Regions from separate parts of the Mus musculus genome. Here regions 2, 3 and 4 are each linked to region 1. Evidence: chromatin contacts called from public ChIA-PET data. All regions are on one chromosome and are shown on one strand. Each heading gives the region's core, a stretch centred on a gene start, on an enhancer-like site or on the middle of the called end of the contact. The rest is flanking DNA. Distances are from core to core; before and after follow the strand shown. Region 1 overlaps Itga2 (integrin alpha 2). Region 2 overlaps Itga1 (integrin alpha 1). Region 3 holds the start of Mocs2 (molybdenum cofactor synthesis 2). Region 4 overlaps Itga2 (integrin alpha 2).

What was found. ChIA-PET counts read pairs in DNA pulled down with a chosen protein or histone mark.
Region 2: an RNA polymerase II ChIA-PET map of effector CD8 T cells shows a contact between it and region 1, with 6 read pairs. The contact joins two enhancer-like sites. A contact is called at or near these places in 1 of 115 datasets of contacts at active chromatin or transcription factors (effector CD8 T cells) and 2 of 9 other capture datasets (adipose tissue and pancreatic islet).
Region 3: a contact with region 1 is called in an RNA polymerase II ChIA-PET map of effector CD8 T cells, with 87 read pairs. The contact joins the promoter of Mocs2 here to the enhancer-like site in region 1. A contact is called at or near these places in 9 of 39 promoter capture datasets (the 3T3-L1 cell line, the HPC-7 cell line, HPC-7-derived erythroid cells and 5 more), 4 of 115 datasets of contacts at active chromatin or transcription factors (CD8 T cells, the SCID.adh cell line, effector CD8 T cells and 1 more) and 3 of 9 other capture datasets (adipose tissue, liver and pancreatic islet).
Region 4: a contact with region 1 is called in an RNA polymerase II ChIA-PET map of effector CD8 T cells, with 385 read pairs. The contact joins two enhancer-like sites. A contact is called at or near these places in 10 of 39 promoter capture datasets (the 3T3-L1 cell line, the HPC-7 cell line, HPC-7-derived erythroid cells and 6 more), 1 of 15 datasets of contacts at CTCF or cohesin (CD8 T cells), 10 of 484 Hi-C or Micro-C datasets (CD4 T cells, CD8 T cells, the HPC-7 cell line and 7 more), 4 of 115 datasets of contacts at active chromatin or transcription factors (the HPC-7 cell line, effector CD8 T cells, embryonic stem cells and 1 more) and 2 of 9 other capture datasets (adipose tissue and liver).

Annotation. Positions count from the first base shown.
Region 1 is chr13:114,913,226-114,916,716 of GRCm38.p6, forward strand. The region is part of intron 1 of Itga2 (integrin alpha 2); the gene reads right to left. Among named protein-coding and RNA genes, the nearest start is that of Gm34845, 8.8 kb to the right of the region's middle. Within about 2 kb of position 1,941, at least 63 of the 459 cell types and tissues checked have an H3K27ac peak or open chromatin away from gene starts, as enhancers often do. A contact at or near this core is called in CD8 T cells, the HPC-7 cell line, Th2 cells and 4 more, where this site is marked.
Region 2 is chr13:115,041,091-115,044,581 of GRCm38.p6, forward strand. All of the region lies in intron 2 of Itga1 (integrin alpha 1), which reads right to left. Among named protein-coding and RNA genes, the nearest start is that of Pelo, 47 kb to the right of the region's middle. Within about 2 kb of position 1,746, at least 8 of the 459 cell types and tissues checked have an H3K27ac peak or open chromatin away from gene starts, as enhancers often do. A contact at or near this core is called in effector CD8 T cells, where this site is marked.
Region 3 is chr13:114,816,300-114,819,790 of GRCm38.p6, forward strand. It overlaps Mocs2 (molybdenum cofactor synthesis 2), which reads left to right and starts at 1,938. Exons shown (of 6, transcript NM_001113374.1): 1 at 1,938-2,024. It overlaps Gm34790 (a long non-coding RNA gene), which reads right to left and starts at 1,925. Exons shown (of 3, transcript XR_382937.4): 1 at 1,635-1,925.
Region 4 is chr13:114,844,203-114,847,693 of GRCm38.p6, forward strand. It overlaps Itga2 (integrin alpha 2), which reads right to left. Exons shown (of 30, transcript NM_008396.3): 26 at 1,631-1,735. Among named protein-coding and RNA genes, the nearest start is that of Mocs2, 28 kb to the left of the region's middle. Within about 2 kb of position 1,764, at least 51 of the 459 cell types and tissues checked have an H3K27ac peak or open chromatin away from gene starts, as enhancers often do. A contact at or near this core is called in CD8 T cells, the HPC-7 cell line, Th2 cells and 3 more, where this site is marked.

The DNA of each region.
Region 1 (3,491 bases), core at 691-3,190:
TGCCTTTATTGTCTAACCCATGGAAATGGGAGACACGATGTTTTGCAGGGATAGAAGCTTCTAAAATTTAAGGAAGGGAAGTTCTTCAAGAAAACAAAATAATTTTCCTAGAAAAAAGAATTATAGATAAAACATTTATTTGAAATGAGAAAAGCAACACTAGGGATTTTTTTTTCCACTAACAACAAAATCAACTTGGTCTACAGTAATCTTTTCCCGCAGTTTATGGCTGCACATTTTTTATCATGTCTTCAAATGACAGTTTATATAATAATTGTTTAGAGGCAACAGCATGACTTTTTTTTAAAAGCAGGGTAAAATTATACCATTCAAGTATGTCCCTTCCCTCTGTACATTTTTTAAAAATGTCACATAAAGGTCCAGAATAGTTTCCCAATGGCATAAGAGTTAGGACATTTCAAGACATTTAACGTTTTCTTTTATAGGAATTAATCCATAATTCTGCATCATAAAACTTAACTATCCCCTGGTGGTTGATGTTTTTGTTGTTGAAATATGTTGGAAGGGAGATCATAATTTAACTTTTTTCATATTTAATAAAAATATCAGGCTGTGTGAATGTGTGGGACAGGGTCTGTACAGATATCTCTAAAATTGAAGCTCTGTGTATTTTATACTTAGTCTTCTTTGTTTATAAAAATAAGGACTATGTTTAACTTATTAACTGCCATATGGCCCAATACTTAGAGTAGTCCTCAATCAGTTGTAATTTTTAAATGAAAAAAAAAAGCCAATTATTTTGCCTTTCCTCCAAACAATAAATTGCTTACATAATAGTGGATGGACAAGAAAGACCTTTTTAATTAAAAATGACTCAGCGTTCTGGCTGGTTCAAAACAAGGGCTGGGCATGCAGGGTGCTCAGCTGATTTATAGATAGAGAGATTCATTAACGAGTATGTGCTGCGTACTATTCTGTATAAATAAAATCTAGAAATGCATGCATTAGAAGTATAAACTTCATATCATATGTCCATGCAAATATACATAAGTTTGTTTTCTATTTAGAATTCTATGGAACAGTGGTTCTCAACCTTCCTAAAGCTGTGACCCTTTAATAATCATGGTGTTGTGACCCCCCCAACCATAAAATTATTTTGTTGCTACTTCATAACTATAGCTGTGCTACTGTTATGAATTGTGACATAAATATCTGATGGGCAGACTATCTGATATGCAACCCCCAAAGCGGTAGTGACCCGCAGGTTAAGAATATGCTGTAGCATATCTAACTTTTCTTCTTATGTAGTTTCAGAAGACCCCCCCCAAAAGAAGATTGTTCACATTTGATGGTGGTAGCATGGCAGAATTATGCCATAGGTAAAAGTTAATTTTTTTAAAGTGAAAAATAAAATCCACTAATGGAGCAAAGATGATGGTACACTATGGGATCCAGGAGCTGTGCCTGTGGGGTTTGAGCAGCCTTGTGATCAAGCTTTTTAGCCTATGACAGCTGCTGCTTTCTCACTGTAAACTGGGTCAACACGTGAGTCTCCTGTACATCAGATAATGCACAAGGAACTCTCAACTAAGTGCCTAACGTGTGATACACACCTAGGAAAGCAAGCCAGTTTCTCACTGTTTTTACTCTTGGTATCACTGCGCACGCAGAGGCTAGCACACACTTCTTGGGAAATTTCACAAACCATACTCCTTGGTTGGACACACTCACTTCCCCCCAAGGACAGAAGAGCATATCCTGAACTAATTTGCATTTAATTTTCTAGAACTGCTGCCTCATGAGTGGCCAGATGATATGTGGCTGATATTTTGCTGACACACAGAAGAAGAATACCATAAAACCCAGGAAAATAGTGTCATTCTGTGAACCTTCTCAGGAAGCCACACTGGCAGGAAGTGGGTGATGCAGACCCTACTATGGAATTGAGCAAACAGACTTCAATTCCAAGTGCAGGTAATCATTATCCAGAGTACACATAGCTATCATCGGTAAAGGTCATAGGTCACATAAGATCTACACACACACAACGGCAGGAAGTCCGGTTTTCAGTTGCATTGTCTTCAGGATGAGAAGGGTCACAAGGCAGGTAGACAGTACACTTTCTTCTCACAAACGCAACCAAGTTAAGTTACAGTCTATTGGAGATGAGCATGGGGCATGGACAACTAAGATGTGGAATGCTTGTACAATGCACACACAAAAAGAATACAAGTTACAAGTGGGAAATTATTCCTTCAACTGCTCATGAATGTAGCAGTATAACCTGTTCTTGGCTTTCATCAAGAAAGAAAAATGCACCGGGAGAGTGTCACATCCAATAATCTTAGCATATGAGAGGGAGAGACTGCCTCCGCTCTTCCAGCTCCCCAGTGTTGGACACTCAAGTGAAATATGATAAGCCTACCATTATTTTAATGTTCCCCTACTAAGTAAATGAATGATAATAAAAACTAATGAACAAATAATTCAATAAATAAATTAAGAATAACAGCAACAATAATAATGAATGCCCAGCTATGGATTCACAATATACAAAATATTCACCCCTTTATAAAAATTACACTCAATCCTCCTTGTGAATGAACAACACACAAGACAATGTGCTTGTGATTGATCTAAAGCCACCTACAGTGACAGCCTGGAACTTACTCTTCACAGCTCAGTTCTGTGTGGCCATGACCAGGAAATGCTCTCACCGCAGGCTTCTCTTCTTCAGTGGCTTCCCCTCGGGGGACATTTGGTAACGTCTGATATATTTTTGATTGTCACACTGGGGCTGCTCTATCTAGTGGGTGGAGGCCAGGCACACTACACAGTATCCTGCACTTCTCATTCCCCCCACTCCCACCCCAAGCCCCACCCCCACCCCCAGCCTAGAAGAATCATCAGGCCCCAAATGCCAGCAAAGCTGGTGTCTGAACTGTAGTCTAAACAGTGAGTGAGGTCTCGTAAGCAACGTTAAGTTGTTTACGTTTCATCGGTGAAATATTTTGATACTCATTCATGGGGGGGGGGGGGCAGAGTCTCATCCTCCTTCCCCTGGTGTGAAATGGCACTTGCTCGTTGCTTGGATGAATAGAGGCAGTGGTGTGGTTTCCAAGTCAAAGGCAGTGAAGGCCACAAATTGCTCGCAGCATCTCTTAAAGTCTCTATTACTTTAAATTGTGTGGATACGTGTGCCTCTGTGTAGCTTTATACACATCAGTGAAGGTGTCCTTGGAGGTCAGAGGTATCTGGTGTCCTTGGATTGGGTCTCCAGAGTTACATCTGGTTATGAGCCTGTGAGTCACCCTATGTGGTGGCTGGGAGCCGAATTCAGACCCTCTCTGTGAGCAGAATGTTCTCCACACCACCGACCCATGTCTCCCAACTTCCTTCCCAGTATGTTTCTGAGAGAAGTCACCACACATAAAGGCAGGTTACTTAGTAGGTGCTTTGCCGTAGAGACAAATGGATGCCCCACAGGAAGAGAAAGCTGCTTGTCTTCTGACAGCAGCAAATGGCCAGAA
Region 2 (3,491 bases), core at 496-2,995, 130 kb after region 1:
AGCCCAGCCTCATGCCCTTGATTTTAGCTGAGCTCCTTGAAATAAATTGGCTGCAGACTCAGCTTCCAATCTCACCTGATATTCTGAACCTATTTCCTTCTCTGCTATCTGTGACACCATGATTTTACTGACACTGTTCACAGGACATGACTTATACGAGTTAAGCCACCCTGGACCATGTGATTGAGAAGCCAAAATACTAAAGCTAAACGAATAAACTCAGGGGACAGGAGGAAAATATAACCCTCAGAATCTTGAAAAATTACAAGAAGCAGTGACTATGTCAGTATCGAGGTTATTGGTTATGCAGCAACAATAGAAGAAAACAGGAAACAAATTTCCTGTTCCTCTGGCTCTTACAATCTTGCTTCATCCTCTTGCAGAGTGATCCCTAAGATGTGGGTGCAGGAATTGTGTTGTAGACACATCAGTTGGGACTGGGCTTCAGAACTTGGTGTTTTGAGTAGTTGTAGTGTTCTGTAACTGTCTCTGTTGCAAAGAGATGTTTCTTTGATCTGTGGGTAAGACCCCCCAAAGGAGCAAGAAGTTTGCTGTGAGATTGGGTCTGGTTGCCTAAACAGGAGTTGAACAAAGACAACAACAACAACAAACATGCTAGTGTGGAAGGGTAAAGCTCATGAGGCCCCAAGCCGATAAAAAAACCTACAGGCAATAAAGGGATGCTGAGAACAAGAGAAAGTGTCTTCTCCTCCAGGGAAGAACACACCAAATGGTTATCCAATACTAATTAGTAGCACTGGGAGGGGGCAAATTACACACACACACACACACACACACACACACACACACAAGCACAGTCTAGAAAGAAAGAAAGAAAGAAAGAAAGAAAGAAAGAAAGAAAGAAAGAAAGAAAGAAAGAAAGAAAGAAAGAAAGAAAAAAGAGGATATGAATTTGAAAGAAGGCAATGCTAGGGTTGATACATGGGACGTATAGGGGAGGAAAAAGTAGGGGAAAATAATGTTATTATAATCTCAATAAACAAAGAATTATATAATAAAAACTGGAAGAAATTTTAAGTTTAGGACTCATATCCCCCTCTTCCTACTTTTTAAAATATCTATAGTCATTTTGGAGAAATTAAGGGACAGGCAATAGAATAGTGCAGTTGTAAAGTGACTTGAAGTGACAGAATCCACTCAGAAATAGCTGACTTTGCAGAGTCAAGTACATTTCTATAATGGATGGGCTATGCAAATTCAACATCTCTTCCGTTCCCCAAATTCCATCATGTCAATGGAACAGATATAATGTGTTTGGGTGAACCCACTAGTAGTAAAATATAGTATTAGCCTGGTAAATCTGCACTATGGATGAAAATGGAGTCCTGAAAGGTATATTTTTAACAAAGAGGTTGTGAATGACAAGATGGAAGGAGATGGAGATTGTGAACAGCCCAGAGAATGTGTGGAGGCAGGAGAATGAAGACCAAAAGGTCAAATGATGGGAGGAATGAGTGCTGGCAAACAACTGAATAAAGCTACCAGATCACAGGGGCAGGGGTCAAGATGATGTTTCGCCCCTAGCACAAGAGAAACTAACCAGCAAACATAAGGAACTGGAACCTGAAGATATAGCATTTATAGCCAAGGTTTACTGTGAATACTGAGAAAAAATGGCAACCAAAGTGTCAGTTTAGAAAACGGTAGAAGACCCAGACAGGAAGTTTAGGGGTTGCAACCAGTGGTAGAGAATGCACCAGCAGGATATAGCACATAGAATGGTTGTTTACTTTCTTGGGGGCCTATTTCCTCTGGCAGCCAGCGTGTTCTTCTTGAATCACACATAGCTCACCACTCTAAGCCTAAGTAAGCTTCATTTCCCCCAAAGTGCCTAAAAATAGCAAGATCCAAGAAAAGTATGAGTGGAGGGTTCCTGGAATTCATGCTATCCCAGTCTGGACTACATTGTTCTTTTGTCTCATGATACTGACCACCTTTCTGTCATAAAGTATAGCTTACCTCCTTTAAAAATTGATCATCTGTTTGGTGTGTCTCCTCCAGGTCCCCAATATCAGCAATTTTTGTTTACTTAGTGCGGGTGATGGTTTTATTTATAAAAAATGGGAATTTAATAAATATTTTAGCTGAATAAATAAATATTACTTAATTTATAATAAAATTAATAAATTAAAAGCCTGTCATGTTAATTATTAATACATTAATACAGATTTGTTTAATTGATTATTTAATTAAAATATTAATCAAAATTTTTAGCTGAAAAATGGATGACTGACAAATAAGTGGATCTGATTGTAGTTTTATGAAAAACTGAGATTCTTGGACGGTGAAGGCGTTTTTGCTCTGTTTTCTGTTTTAGAGGGTATTTTGCTTCTAGAATGTTCATTTAGGACTCTGGGTCACACAACGCATTCCGTAGGTTCTAGGGATTGCTTCTTAGGAGAAACTGGGCTGAGTCTCTGAGGGTGTTGTGTCCCAACCTGGTCTTGACATATGCTTGCTGTACAAACCCTGTGGCCATTCACTGTCTTAGTTTCCTGTCAATGAGAAGACTATCACTGCAGTATCTTTCCTGGGGTCAGCACGAAAACCCGAGTCACAGAACTCTTGACTCAAGTCAACTTGTCACACTCATCTCTACTAATTCATTTCATTTTTGGCGTTTTGTCTTTCATTTGTGACACATTCTCATTCTGAAGTCCTGGCTAGCCTGAAGCTCACTATGTAGCCCAGGCTGGCCTAAATTCACAGAGATCATCAGCCCCCTGCCTCCTGAGTGCAGGAATCAAAGAGCACACTATCATGCCCCCACATATATTTTGGTTTTATATACAACATTTTGAAATGAATTGTTTGTAGGGGAAGAGATAAAATGTGTTGGGGCTCTCCTTACTGATCTCCACAGAAACAGCTAATCAAGCCAAGAATCATGAAGGCTAGAGAAAATATATTTTCTCCATGTAAAAGTTCCAGTTATAATAAAAGCTTAGTGGGCTAAGGAAAAATGTGCTATTCCCATTAGACGCTCTGTTTCCTGTAACCATGACCATATTTATTTGAAGAGTGGGTGATCTCTGATGTCATTCTACAGGGAAAATTCATGGAGAGGGTTTTTCCATACTTATGTTATTCCATAGAACTTTGTAAAACCTAACTCTTGATTGATGTGTAAAAGAGCCAACCAAAGTCACTCTCAGGCTGTCACAAACCTCTGTCAGCCAGGTTTTGCTTTTCTTTCATGAGTGGAATAACCATTTTGTGATCTCAAAAAGATGAAACCTGTGCAGTGACCCTATTCATTATACTGATCTTGATTTTTAAAAAGGCAGAAGGTTGGAAATGAATTAAGCCAAAAAGGAGAAAAAACAAAAACAATTTTAGCAGAGAGGAAATGTCAGTTTCAAGACTCATTCTAAACAATGCAAAGTAAATATTACACTAAACTCTTAAGGGAAGAACTTTAGGAAGTCTTTCCCCTTCCAGCTTGAGTAAGTTATATCTAGAAGATATAC
Region 3 (3,491 bases), core at 688-3,187, 97 kb before region 1:
GCCAAAATGTTCTACATTTCTAATATCAGAGTTTAGATTCTTTTTTTAAATCTAGAAATAAGGCGGAAATGTCTTTATCTAAATTTATGTCTGTATTTTTAACTAAATGGCATCTCATTTAGTACAGACTGAGAAAATAGTGACTAGATTTTTTTTATAATAAATTGTAACTTAAGCAAAACAATAACCTTGCTACTAAAGAGGTTAGGCTATTCCTAGTAATTTATTATGTTCCATTCTAATTACCCACTTATGTAATTAATGAGTTTGTAACTAAAATAACATTAAAGTCTTCAGCATAACATGAAAATATCCTGGTATTAGTCTGGTTTGCAATCAGAACTTAAGATAGGGCTGTATTTTTTTTTTTTATTATTTGAGTAATGAAGAAAAAAATGAATAGAAACTGGAAGTACTAGAGGCCAAAAACCTTGAAAAGACTCACTCCACTAATAACTCAGAAAGGAGACAGCGTGTTTCCCCAACAAGATTTGGAATAGGCTGACAAAGAATTTTTTTTCTTTTTAACTAAGCTATTAAGTTAAATCCATCAACAGAAAAACCGCAGGAAAATGTGTGCCATTTGAAAACATTATTTCTTTTAACTTGTAAAAGAATTTTAAAAATTTTTACTGTTCAGTGCTGTGGATTGTGACTTTACACTAAGCAACATCTCAGCCCTAAGAATCTTGTAGAATAAAGAGGATATTTTCAAAATGAATGGCATTATCCTGATGTCATGGTCTCATAATTGGATTTTTAATATTTGAATAGAGTAAAACATTATTGAGCTTTGTCTTTGTCCTTGTTAAGATTTTATTTCTTATGTGTGTGGGTGTTTTGCCTGTATGAGTGTCTGAGCACCGCCTATGTGGATGCTGGGAATTGAACCTGCGTCCTCTGGCAGAGCAGCCTAGCACAGGCTTAACCCTGTCTCATCTCTGAGTCCACCAAAGGAAGTTTTTAGGAAGAGCTCTTAGGCAATTTTTGAGGTCCCACCTGCCCTCTCCGCCCCCAAGCAGGAATGATAGGCTCTAGCCTTTATATGCACCAGTTTGTTTGCAAAACCACATTGAACTATGCATTGTTTCTTAGCCTATTGAAGATATTGCTCATTGCTGTCACTGGAAACGACCCAGGAGCCCAGAGTGACTGTCAGTTTCCTCGTTTACCTAACAGCATGTGGACATAAATATTTAACCTTAATGTTTAGCAACCTTATCAAAATAAATGTTGATGCAAATCATAATCGGGCTTATTACTCCCCTCTGCCCACCCTTCCCCTTCTGCATTTCTATTTCTTCCTTGAACTGAGTACACCCATCTTGCCAACTATTTTCCTTCTGGAAATTTATTACCCAATTTTTACGTTCCCATAGCTTGACACAGAACGTGAAATGTCCTTTCCTTCCGTATTTGTTACTATTTTGGCAAATGTATTTGGCACAAGAATCTCCTCGGTGAGACTTCCTACAGCAGGTGACCCAGCCACGCCCCCCGCCACTCTCAACTGAAAGGTAAGGTTTTTACTAAGATTACAGTTGGAACACAGTTACGGTTAACCCGGACTGAGCGCCCAGCGAGGGCCACTTAAATCCACGTACCCACGCGACAACTAAGGCAGAGATGTGTACCTAGGAAGTCTGGATGGGGTCGCTGGCTCAGAAACTCCTGAGCGCCTAAAACACTGAAGTGACAGTCAGATACCGTCTCCACGCTGCGAATAAGAACCCGGATCCCACACTGGATGGAGGGGCCGCATAGGTTAGCCTGGGGAAGGCCACCCTGCCGGGTCACACAAGAGGTCGCAGCACTGGGATCCAAAAGCAGAGTAAACTTTTGTGGGTGCAGGAGGCGTGGCGGGGCGGAGCGAAGTGTACGCAGGCGCAGTGTCCACACGCCCGGGGTTGAGCACCACCCAGAAGGTGGAGCATCCGGCTGCGCATGCGCTCTGAGTCACCGGCGCCTCTAGGGGTTGGAGAACTGGCTTCGCGGTGTGTAGCGGGATGGTTCCTAGGTGCCAGGTAAGAGTTGGTTCGCGCGGCTGGGGCGCCCCTTCCTCTCTAACTCCTCCCGGGTTCCGGGTCTTGCGCCTGCTGCTCGCTGAATGTCAAGTTCTGTCCCCGAACTCTGGTGTCCAGGTCATGGCCTTCACGACCGATTACCTAGACGGTTTTTTTCCCTACCATTCCGGATGATTTATTTTGACACTTTTTAAAATTAAAACGCTCCTAGTTAGGAATTATTGTGAGGAAATGCGCATCACCCAATGATTGACAGGCTCAGGATAGTTTGCAGCAGCCGTGATTATTGTGGAGAGACCGAGTTGTACTGAGTGACAGGTGAGACCTTGTGCACAGTCAGGTCCCTTAGTTCCCAGGCTGATTACACGGGTTTGGCCTAGAAACTACCAGTTGATCCTGTAATTCAAGCCCATTTGCTTTGCTGCATGTCAAATGTTCTGTGTTTTGTAACTCAATCGTAATGTAGGACGGAATCAAAGGTCATTTGACCACTGTGAAATGAAAGCTAGGCCTTTGCTGACTGGGTTATTTAATTTACTTGTGTAATCCACCCCCTGACTCAGACCTCTGTCTCTGCTTCGCGGCTGATGGAAGAATCGATTCCGTGTCAAGTCAGACTTAGCATGTTTTCTAAGGAAATTTAGTAGGATTTTAATGCTGCCACACAAGCTTGAGATTGTGAGAGGTCTGAACAGTAGGCAGAAATCAGAAGTGATTTTAAAGCGTTTGTCTCAAATATGAATCTATAGATATATGGAAGTGTTTTGTTTGTTTGTTTATGTTTTTCGAGACAGGGTTTCTCTGTGTAGTCCTGGCTCTCCAGAACTACACTCTGGTAGACCAGGCTTGTCTTGAACTCACATAGATCTGACTGCTTCTGCCTCCCCAGTTCTGGGTTTAAAGACATGTGTCACCACCACCAGGCCAATACTGAAGTTTTGTGAGCCATTGCATTTGGGGAGCGAGGAGCCTTCTTGGTGCGGGTTATTTAGACTATCCTCTCTCCTTTCAGATTGACGTGTTGTATTTTGCAAAAAGTGCTGAAATAGCCGGAGTTCGCTCGGAGACCATTTCTGTGCCACAGGAAATCAAAGCGTCAGAGCTGTGGAAGGAGCTAGAGAGTCTCCATCCTGGGTAGCTAACGTTATAGAGTGCATATGATGAACATGTAAAGGTTTCTAAAATGTGTAAATTACGTGTGAGTGTGCGTATGTGTGTTCTCACACAAGAGTACTAGTTCTTTTAAAATTCTTGAAAATTTAAAACTCTGGTATTTAGAAACATCCAAGTACCACAAGGAACACCATAGATAATTTACTAGAAAAGCAGTCAAGTGGATGCCCCCTAGATATGTTTATGTAATTTACAATCATTTTTCTAATTTCTAAGACAGAAAAATGCAAGTTCTGCCTTTTATAGCCTAAGATGAAAAATTGAAAGATGCTGTTAAAAAGATACATTATAAAC
Region 4 (3,491 bases), core at 514-3,013, 69 kb before region 1:
ATATGTTAGTAAACGAATCAGTAGTTATCAGGTGTTAGGGGAGAGAAGGAGATGTGACTACACAGAGCATAACAGATTTTTAGGGTCGTTAAGCTCCCCATGCGGTGCCATAATTAACAAAAACAGGTTGTTATACGTTTTCAAACCCCATAGTGTGAACACTGGAGCCCCAGTATAAAATGGTTTCAGGCAAGCACATGTTAGTGCAGCTCTGTCACTTGTCACACTTGTGACACATGTACTACTCTATCATGGATTTCAACGGTGGACGAATCCATGAATATGTGTCAACAGGAGGTATATAGGAAAGTCTTCTACATTCCACATGATTTCATGATGAATTGATTTACAAACTAAAGCTTCTTTAAAAGGAGTCCATGGGAGCCAGGAAGCTAGCACAGTGGGTAAGAGCATTTGCAAGCAGTAGGACCAGAGTTCAAGTCCTCAGCAGCCACATAAAAAGCCTCATATGGCTTGTGTGCCTGTAGTCCAGTGCTGGGGAGACAGTGCAGGGACAAGTGGATCCTGAGAGCTCTCTGGCAATCTAGCCTGGGCAAAATGGTGAGCATCCAGTGCAGCAAGAGACCTTGTCTCAGGATAACACAATGGAGAGCAATCGTGTAGTGCCCCAGCCTGTGCATCATTCACAGCCGAGCAAGTCCTTATACTTGTTGTGTACCATACAGCCACATATGGACACACAGACACACATGCATGCACATACATCTCTCTCTTCCTCTCTCTCTCTCTCCCTCCCTCTCTCTCCCTCTCTCTCTCCCTCCCTCTCTCTCCTTCCCTCTCTCTCTCTCTCTCTCTCTCTCTCTCTCTCTCTCTCCCTCCCTCTCTCCCTCCCTCCCTCTCTCTCTCTCTCTCTCTCTCTCACCACACATACACACACACACACACACACACACACACACACACACTCCACATGCAGGGATGGCAGAGAGCTTGCTTAGAGTTTATTGCTCACTTACCCCGTGACTGAGTCTGTACCAAGAACCATGCTAGGTGCTACACTAACTCTTCCCCCGAGGGCAGGCAGAGAGATGGGGATCAGGGTCAGTCATCATACAGAGCTCGGCTTTAAAGGTTAGCGGAGCAGGCGTTGGTTCTGCTGATCCTGCTTTGCTCACCATCCCCTGACCCTGTGCACCCTCCACCTTCTCTAGGCCCCCTTTCACCTCCATAGTAACCGCATGTGTCCTGTTGATGCTGCAGCAAACTGCCGGCCTAAGCTTGAAAACATATTTGCTGTATCCTACTTCACACTTGCCGTTAAAGCCAGAAGAATACTCTCTCTAGGGCAGTGGTTCTCAACCTTCCTAATACTGTGACCCTTTAATACAGTTTCTCATGTTGTGGTAACCCCCAACTCTAAAATTAGTTTTTGTTATTACCTCATAACTGTAACTTTCTTACTGTTATGAATCATAATGTAAATACCTGATGTTTCTGATGGTCTTAGGCGACCCCCATGAAAGGATCATTTGAGCCCAAATAGATTGCAACCCACAGGTTGAGAACCCCTGCCCTAGGGTATCAGCTGCTGGGGTAAAGTAAGAGTCACGATTCCAACAAACACCAGATCCCTAAAGGCAAGCTTGGTGTAACATCGCTCTCTCCTCACCAATTCTTTCGTATGCCGGAAGTTTTCATTCTTGAAAGATACAGAAGGGGCGGTGTGTGGTAGCTTGAGTGGATTTATTTCTGCTGTGCAGCTGATGTCGCCAGCCTACAGAGAAGAACACCACATCAGAATTGGAAAGCAAAGCGGTAGTTGTCAGTGTTTTCAGCCTGCCAGGAAATCCTGCTGACATGTGGGGTGCAGGGTGGGGCCCTTAGGCTCCTTTCTCAGAGGCCCAGTGGCCAAATCTTTTGTTCTTTCAGTAAAGGCTCAACTGTTGCAGTGAGCTGATGTGACCTGATAAGGCAGGCCAGCTTCTCACAACCTGTCATGATTTCAATGTGGTTTGTACTTCATAGTTCACCACATTAAAAGAGTAGTCCTACCCCATCCCCCCAGAGCCTAGCTAAATCACCATCAAAGAGACCAGAGAGTCTTCATCCATCAGTTGATGGAACAGATGCAGAGAACCATGGACAAACATTGAGGAACTCTGGGAGTCTTGCTGAGGAGGCAGAGGAAGGATTGGAGAAATCAGAGGTGTTAGGGACATCACAAGAATATGGTCCACAGAACCACCTGACAGGGACTCATGGCGGTTGCAGGAATCAGAGAGCCTGTAGGGGTCTGACCTAGGTTCTCTGCATATATGTTATAGCTGAGTAGATATGGGAATTCTAATAGTGAGAGCAGAGGCTGTCCTTGACTTTATTTCTGGGACTCTTCTCTGCCTACAGGATTGCCCTGTCCAGCCTTGATGTGATTGCATGTGCCTGGTCTTATTGTAGCTCATTATGCTATGTTTGGTTGATGTTGTTGAGCGGTCTGTTATTTTCTGAGGGGGGCGGAGCGAGATTTAGGGCATGGGTCTGAAGGAGAGGGGAGACAGGAGGGGGAGAGTGGGGGGAGGTAGGGAACAGAAACTACAATTGGGGTATAATATATGAGAGAGGAATAAAAAGAAAAACTGTGGTCCCTAAAGTGGCAGTGTGGAGAGAGGATGAGACCTTTAAGAGTTGCTGGGTGGCAGAGGCAGGCAGATTTCTGAGTTCAAGGCCAGCCTGGTCTACAGGAAAAAAAAAAAGAGTTGGGTCCCAGTAGAACATCTACCAGCTAATTAACTGGAAGGATGTCCTAAAAAGGGGGGTGGAGAATTCTCTCCAGTTTCCTACTTGGCAATGAACTTCCGTTTCCTCTTTCTTTCTTATACCAACTACCATGAGACACTCACCAGAGATGAAATAATGCTGGCAGCTATCTCTGAATCTCAGGAACTAGGGGTTAAATAAACCTCTTTATCTGTAAAGTTTGACTAACCTTGGGCATTTTATTGTAGCGATGCAAAATGAACTAATACTTTGCTCGTATGACATTAGATAAATTTGTAGTAAAGATAGATAGATAGATAGATAGATAGATAGATAGATAGATAGATAGATAGATAGATGGATGGATGGATGGATGGATGGATGGATGGATGGATTAATAGATGTAAACATCATGAATGATTTAGTATTCTTTTCTCTGGAACTATTTAGGACTTTAACTCCTTTAGGTTTACTATGCACATTACAGAAACAACACTACTGTAAGACCAGCTAGGTGCCTAACTTAAGGTGAGCCAATGTTAGGAGGTTTGGCTATGACACACACTATCTCTTGGTCCAGGCTGCTTGGTCTGGCCTTCTATTTAGATTCAGATTTCATTGCCTTGATGTTTCTCTTTAAAAAGTAATTGGGGTGGTTTAAATGGATAACTAGGCCTGAGTACTACTGGTCTTCAAGCATCTTCCTGGAAGACCAGCTATTAATTGCAGCTTTCTAGACCTACTGTGTGCCCATAGTAACCCAAACCTCTCACGTC